Linked DNA regions of Ovis aries: region 1 is linked to region 2. Evidence: chromatin contacts called from public Hi-C data. All regions are on one chromosome and are shown on one strand. Each heading gives the region's core, a stretch centred on a gene start, on an enhancer-like site or on the middle of the called end of the contact. The rest is flanking DNA. Distances are from core to core; before and after follow the strand shown.

Region 1 (3,785 bases), core at 248-2,747, 480 kb after region 2:
ACCTGTACTCTGCAACAAGAGAAACCATCCACCGTGATGAGAAGCTCACACACCACAGCGAAGAGTTTCTACCACTTGCCACAACTAGAGAAAGTTTTTGTGCAGCAACAAAGACCCAGCACAGCCAGAACTAATAAAATACATTTTTAAAATAATGTGGAACAGAAGAGATTGTGAGTTAAGCAAAATGAAACACCACCAACCACACCAAAGGCCAGTATTCATCTAAAGAAGGTGATATTGTGTATATGGTGGGATTGAAAGGGAGTCGTCTATTATGAACTCCTTCTGGAAGACCAAAGGATTAATTCCAACAAGTACTACCCTCAGACCAACTGAAGGCACTTCATGAAAAGTGTCCAGAAGTAGTCAACAGAAAACACATAATCTTCTATCAGGATAATTCAAGGCCACGTATTTCTTTGATGACCAGGCAAAAACTGTTACAGCTTGGCTATGAATTCATCCCCTGTATTCAATGAGCCTTTAAATTTCCATTTATTTTGGTTTTTACAAAATTCTCTTAACGGAAAAAACTTCAATTCCCTGGAATACTGTAAAAGGCACCTGGTATTAATAGTCACTCAGTTGTGTCTGATTCTATGTGATCTCGTGGACCATAGCCAGCCAGGCTCTTCTGTCCATGGGATTTTCTCAGCAGCAATAGTGGAGTGGGTTGCCATTCCTTTCTCCAGGGATCTTCCTAACCCAGGGATTGAATGTGGGTCTCTCACATTGCAGACAGATTCTTTACTGTTTAAGCCACAGAGCCCTGGCTTGCTATTAATAGTTCTTTGCCCAATAAGAGAGAAAGTTTGGGGAAAATGGAATTATGAAGTTGAGTGAAAAGTGACAAAAGGTAGTGGGACCAAACAGTGAATATATTGTTCAATAAAGTTCTTGGTGAAAATGAAAAATGTGTCTTTTATTTTTACTTAAAAAACCAAAGGAACTTTTTGACCAACCCGATACATTCTGAATTGGCTTTGGAGTCACACTGGGCAACTTTTGTGACCTCATTGGCACTTATTTGTCTGATAATAGGATGTTAATATCCCCTATGACACAGTTAAGTTGAAGACTGAATAACATTGTTATGTAAAGCACTTAGCACAGAGCCTGCCACATGGCAGTGAGCAGTAGGTGCTGGTTATTATTTTTGTGATAATTGTAAAATCCATGTCGAGGAAGTCCTTTTAGATAAATGTAAACTGGATTTTAACAATGGTTTTTTGGGTTCACGTCAGTGTATCTATCACTGGTTCTGGTCTATCAGAGAACTACACATTTTGCAACTGAAAATAGTTAATCTTATTTCTCCTCAGAAAAGGAACAGACATAGCCCTCTTACTTGGTGTTATTGTCAACTGATCATCAATACTGTTTTTGTCGTGTCACCTCCAGCACCTAGAAGAAGAATGTCACACTGGGAGTCCTTAGGCCTGGAGTCCCAGGCACCATTTCTGTCTGTGGGATGATTTCTGCTCCTGGTAGACTCTGCTGTCCCCTGGTGGCCTCTGCTGTCTTCCATTGGTTCCATGTTCCAGGTCAGAAAACCAAGTTATTCTTATAGAGTCATACATATAGTAGGCAGAGCCTGTATATTGCTTTTCCGTTCTTGATTGTTCTTGTATTGGAATCAGCCATTTCTCTATGTGGTTCAGAGCAGGGGCCCTAACTCAGTACTCTCTCCCACACATTACCACCTTATTAACACCAGCCCTCCCCTCTAGGAGCAGAATTGTGCTGTCTCCTTAAAGAGTTACATGTTGACCAGTTCCGATTTTGCTGTCAGAGCCTGACTTTAAACATCTAAGATCCTGAAGCTTTCTCCCCAAACCCTGGTGTCCTTCCTGATTTCCTGTCTTTGACAATGTGCTTGGGTGTTACTCCGAAGTTGTCTGTGTCCTTGTCACAGCCTATAACCACGCAAACGTATAAACACAAATTTATTTTTTGGTAACTCACCTTTAAGTTCAATTTTGAATTGTCTATTCCAAAGGGTTGGTGATACCATCATCTTTGCCAATTTCTGGTATCCCACCTTCCCCCACCACCAGGGTTGGATCTAAATTTGAGAATGTCTAGTGTGGCGGCAAGTGTTTCGGTTGGGACCTCTGGTTCCCAGTGCCATCTGTCTACATGGGCATACAGTGAGAAACTCAGCATCCTAACCCAGTCATTGGCTCTCCCAACCTCTCCTGGGCTCAGAGTTCCTTTCTGCAAGCTCCCATCTAAGAAAGAAGGTGCCTCCTCTTCCAGGAGGAGAAAAGGGCATCAGAGGATGAGATGGCTGGATGGCATAATCGATGGAATGGACATCAACATGGGCAAACTCCGGGAGATGGTGAGGGACAGGGAGGCCAGGCGTGCTGCAGTCCATGGGGTCGTGAAGAGCTGGACAGGACGGGGAGACTGAACAACAGCAACTTCCAGGGCACACTGACAAATACAGAGATGTTGTTTTGCTCACTCTCCAAGTTAAGGACCATTTCTACCGGTCCATTTCTACCTTTCCTCTTTCTCCCCACTTTCTACCATCCACAACCTCCTCTTTTGTCCAGCACAAGAGGGGAGTTTGTTTGTTTCAGTTTTTTCTGTGAGTGGAAAGCCAAGCTTGTACAGAACATGTTTTATCCACATCTCTTGCTCCGCCAGTTTTTTTTTAGTTCCTGTAAGCCAAGCTTTTTGCAGTATGAAAGCCAGGACGGACTCCTTTTATTCCTTCCTCTGTTTTCTTTTCTTTCTCTGCATCTTTCCCTTAAAGCGATAAATAAGCACAGGATGCCTAGCTGCTTGTTTGGGGTGGAGTCATGCACAAAAACACTGAAAGAAGATAATACTGGTTAGGGGAGGCAATCTGTTAATATTATCCTACCACACTAGGAACAGACAGAAACAGTAATAGGGCTCTTAGGAATAATATCCCTCCCTCTCTCCGAATGAAACTGTGTCCTTAGCCTTAAGAAATAGTGCATAGTCAACTGAGTCCTTTGGCTGTCCACCTGAAACTATCACAACATTGCTAATAGGCTATACTCCAATATAAAAAGAAAGTTATAAAAATTATATACAATATATTATATTAATATATTATTAATAATCAATCAATATAATTATATTATATATTATACAAGAAAATTATAAAATATATATTAATATTACTACAATGATAATATATTATTAAAATATATTATATTATATTAATATATTAAATTATATATTATAATATATAATATATATCATATATAATATATACCAGGACTTCCCTGGTAGTTCTGAGGTTAAAGCGTCTGTCCGCAATACGGGAGACCCAGGTTCGATCCCTGGGTTGGGAAGTTCCCCTGGAGAAGGAAATGGCAACCCACTCCAGTATTCTTGCCTAGAGAATCCCATGGACAGAGGAGTCTGGTGGGCTACAGTCCACGGGGTCGCAAAGAATCGGACATGACTGAGTGACTTTTCACTTCATATATATATATATATATATATATATATATATATATATATATATATAGAGAGAGAGAGAGAGAGAGAGAGAGAAAGAGAAATAATTCATAGTCTTGGCTCTGTTCCTTCCTACACATTGGGCAAGACTTCAGAACTGAGAGTCCTGTCTTAAGGAGACTGACAATGAGACAGGTTGTCTGCTAGGGTAAAGATTTATCAGTTCTGGAAAGATTTTCAAAGGTAGATTCTGTTAATAGAGTTGGTTCTAGGAATATGGCAGTTTATAAAAAGTTGTGACTTTACTGTGAAAAATCTAGACAGAGTGAGAGTAACAT
Region 2 (3,670 bases), core at 173-2,672:
CCATTGCTACCCTTTAATAAATTTAGATAAAGTATGTGTTTAGTCATTTTAAATAAAGATACTTAGTTAAGACTTTAAAATCTTTAGACAAAATTAAAATATTTAATTGTAAAAAGTATACAATCGGGGGGGGAAAAATAACTCCTGAAACTCAGTGGTCCCAGGAGGCCTCAGGAACCCACCCACAAGCAGTTTCATTTGTGACTGGGGAGCCCTGACCCTCTCTGGCCACAGCTGATTGGAACCAGGTAACAGCTGTCCCCAGCCCACCCCTCAGATTGTGGCCTGAACATCAGAAGAAAAGACACAGACAAGGCCATCAAATGGTACGGATGTCAGCGACACAGGTCATAAGTCAACAGTCAGCACCTGGGAGCCAAAGTCACAGCGAGAGCCTGGGTGTGGGGAAGGGTCCCAGAGATGAGTCCACACGGGCGTGAGGGCAGCCCTGGCCAGCTGGGTTTCTCGCCCCACATGGGCCCATGTGAACCCCCTCGGCCCCTCGTTAGAGGTGCAGGAGACTCCCTGTTACAGAGGCAGTCTTTAGTCCCTCTGAAAAAACATGACCTCAACTAGCCTGGCAGGTTCACGGAGCATATCACAGATGTGTTCTTCACCCTTGCCCTTCGTTACAGAGTGTGCACAACACAGGAAGAGTCCTTTCTTAAGATTTATATACCAACACCCCAAGCTACTGCCCTACTTTGTGTCAGTAGAATAGGAAATTAAAGCAGAGAGGAATTCTGCAAAAATACTCATTCTGCAAAAGGATTTCAAGCTCTATGGATCACCTACTCCAGAACATCTATACAATACCTGCTTCGTGGAAGAAACATGGATTCCTTGATGAACACGGAACCGGAGAGAAGGATGTACCAGCAGGTCCCAATGTCATCAGGACTGAAAAGAAAAGACAATAACATCAGATGATTATCTCCAACAAATAGAAATAAAAACACACAAAGCACATCGTACCCATGTTAACCTCAGAATCCTGAAGAACAATGAAGTATGATAAACCATGTACCTAAAATACCATTCTTCAACCACTGGAATAACTTTTAAAAATGATTTTTCACAGCCAAATAACCTAACGATATCTATCAGTATATTTAAAGCTACAGCATGTGCCATTTTCATTCCATGTTTTATTTTTTAGTTTAAATTTTTGAGCTGAAAATATTTTATTTTGTTTCATAAAAAGAAACTTACAAAGAGGTAAAGAGTAGAACTGTTTTCCCACCCATCTCCCCTGTCTACCAAGCCCCCACATTTCTCTACCACAGTTGCGGGCATCATTTAGAACTTCCTCATCCACACAAGGATGGACAAACACTCATTCCCTCCGCCCTCTTTCCTTCTTTAGACAGAAAAGAGGGCATATGCTACAGCGTTCCTTCCTATGTGCTGACGCAGAAGTCTTTTATCAGAAGACAGCTCTCTTATTAGACGTGGCTTATCTGACTTAAGCAAGTCCCTGCGTGTGTGCTTGTGTGCTAAGCTGCTTCATTCACGTCTCACTCTGTGGACTCACTCGTGGACTGTAGCCCACCAGGCTCCTCTGTCCATGAGATTCTCCAGGCAAGAATACTGGAGTTGGTTGCCCATACCCTCCTCCAGGGGATCTTCCTGACCCAGGGATCAAACCCACATCTCCTGCATCTCCTGCATTGCAGGGGGATTCCTTACTTATGAGCCACTGGGGAGCCACACAAGCCCCTACTGCCCATCATTTCAGTGGTTTTTAATGTAGGCAATCATTGAAAAATAAAAGGAAAACTGTAATAAGTGATCTTGCACCTACAGGAGTAACTGTGATTAGTAACTAGATGTGTAGCTGCTGAGTCAAAGGGCACAGACAGTATAACTTTGATAAATATTGGGTGGTTATTGAGTAACTCCAGAGAAGGCAATGGCACCCCACTCCAGTACTCTTGCCTGGAAAATCCCATGGACGGAGGAGCCTGGTAGGCTGCAGTCCATGGGGTCGTGAAGAATCGGACATAACTGAGCAACTTCACTTTCACTTTTTAGTTTCACGCACTGGAGAAGGAAATGGCAACCCACTCCAGTGTTCTTGCCTGGAGAATCCCAGGGACGGGGGAGCCTGGTTGGCTGCTGTCTATGGGGTCACGGAGAGTCGGACACGACTGAAGCGACTTAGCAGCAGCAGCAGCACTGAGTAACTCAGGAGCCTACCACCTCCCCAAGGCCGTGCTAGTGGAGTCTATTTATGTAATGAATATTTAACAAATTTTCAATGAGGGCTGTTCTAGGTGCCGAGGGGACTTCAGGAAACAACAGCAACAAAGACCCCGTCCTCCTAGGGCTTATATTCTGGTTGGACAATACACACTAAAATAAACACACTTAACTTCCCTGGCTATTCAGTGCTTAAGAGTCCGCGCTTCCAAGGCAGGGGGCATGGATTTGATCCCTGGTCAGGGAACTATTAATAAGAACCCACATACCATGTGGCATGGCCAGAAAGCTAAAAAATAAATAAAAGAAATAAACAATAAATATAATAAATTAGTAAATTATAAATCCATTATCTGGGGAATAAGCTAGTGTGTAGGGCAAGGAAAATGGGAGTGGGTTGTGATAACTTTAAATGCTCACTGAGCAGAGCACAATGGTCTCATTGAAAACAGAACATCTGAGCAAAGGGGATGAGGGGCCAGTGGCTCCCAGATGGTGAGGCTTCTCAGCCAAGGGCATGGAGGCTGTGTAGAGGCCTCGGGCTGGGCAGCTGGGCAGGGCGGACGGGGTGCAGAGAGGCAAGGGGTGAGGGCATTCCATCCCTGAACCTGGTTGTTTATCACACTTTGGAGGTTTTGCCAATCTGCTCGACAAAAACTGTATCTCAGTTCACTTTTACTTTTCCTCTTATTATTGTAAAAGCACCTTTCTTCTTATGTTCACAAGCCCTACCCATTCCTTTTTCTGTGAAATCATAACTTTTAGCCAATGCTCTACAAGCCGTGGGACTTTTTCTTATCTGGAAGCACTTTATTAAAACTATCATTTTGAAGACATGAGCTGTGACATGACCCCCCAGGTTGCTGCTTCAGCTTTGACTTTTGTTTCGTGTGGTTTTTGCCATGTGCTGAGTTCTTTTTATTTTAAAGAGCCAAGTTTATCAAATTTATTTGTCAGGATAGAGCTCAGCTTACTATGAAAACAGAAAGCCAAACACAGCAGTGGCTGAAGCACGGAGAAAGTTCATTTCTTTCGCATGTACAGTAACAAGCGGTGCTGGAACCAGGTTCTCCCTGCTGTGTGGCTCGGTCACCCCAGCCCGTGGCCCCCGTCTCAGAGTCTAAGGGGCTGCTCCAAACCTCCCCGCCGCATGCACATTCTAACCACTGGAAGGAGGTACGCACCCACCCATCTTTGAGAGGACGGCATGGAACCTGCATCCTGGCAAACCACACTTGAAACAGTCTGCAGCAACCTCTGCCAAATCTTTTCTATTTTGGCAAACAGATTCCGAAAGTTTTTAAAGGACACCAAGACCTCCCAGGTGGCGTTAGTGGTAAAGAACCCGTCTGCCAATGCAGGAGACATAAGAGACGCGGGTTCGATCCCAGGGTCAGGAAGATCCCCTGGAGAAGGGAATGGCAACCCACTTCAGTATCCCTGAACATCCACCAGTTATCCTACAAGT

The links. A called contact is a pair of places that touch in the nucleus more often than the background predicts.
Region 1: a Hi-C map of liver shows a contact between it and region 2, with 4 times the contacts expected there. The contact joins two enhancer-like sites. A contact is called at or near these places in 4 of 16 Hi-C or Micro-C datasets (hypothalamus, liver and tail adipose tissue).

The regions. Positions count from the first base shown.
Region 1 is chr17:40,506,659-40,510,443 of ARS-UI_Ramb_v3.0, forward strand. No RefSeq gene overlaps it. Among named protein-coding and RNA genes, the nearest start is that of PPID, 3.8 kb to the right of the region's middle. Within about 2 kb of position 1,498, at least 2 of the 54 cell types and tissues checked have an H3K27ac peak or open chromatin away from gene starts, as enhancers often do. A contact at or near this core is called in liver, where this site is marked.
Region 2 is chr17:40,027,804-40,031,473 of ARS-UI_Ramb_v3.0, forward strand. RAPGEF2 (Rap guanine nucleotide exchange factor 2) reads right to left here. Exons shown (of 30, transcript XM_060400663.1): 4 at 817-900. Among named protein-coding and RNA genes, the nearest start is that of RAPGEF2, 100 kb to the right of the region's middle. Within about 2 kb of position 1,423, at least 12 of the 54 cell types and tissues checked have an H3K27ac peak or open chromatin away from gene starts, as enhancers often do. A contact at or near this core is called in liver, where this site is marked.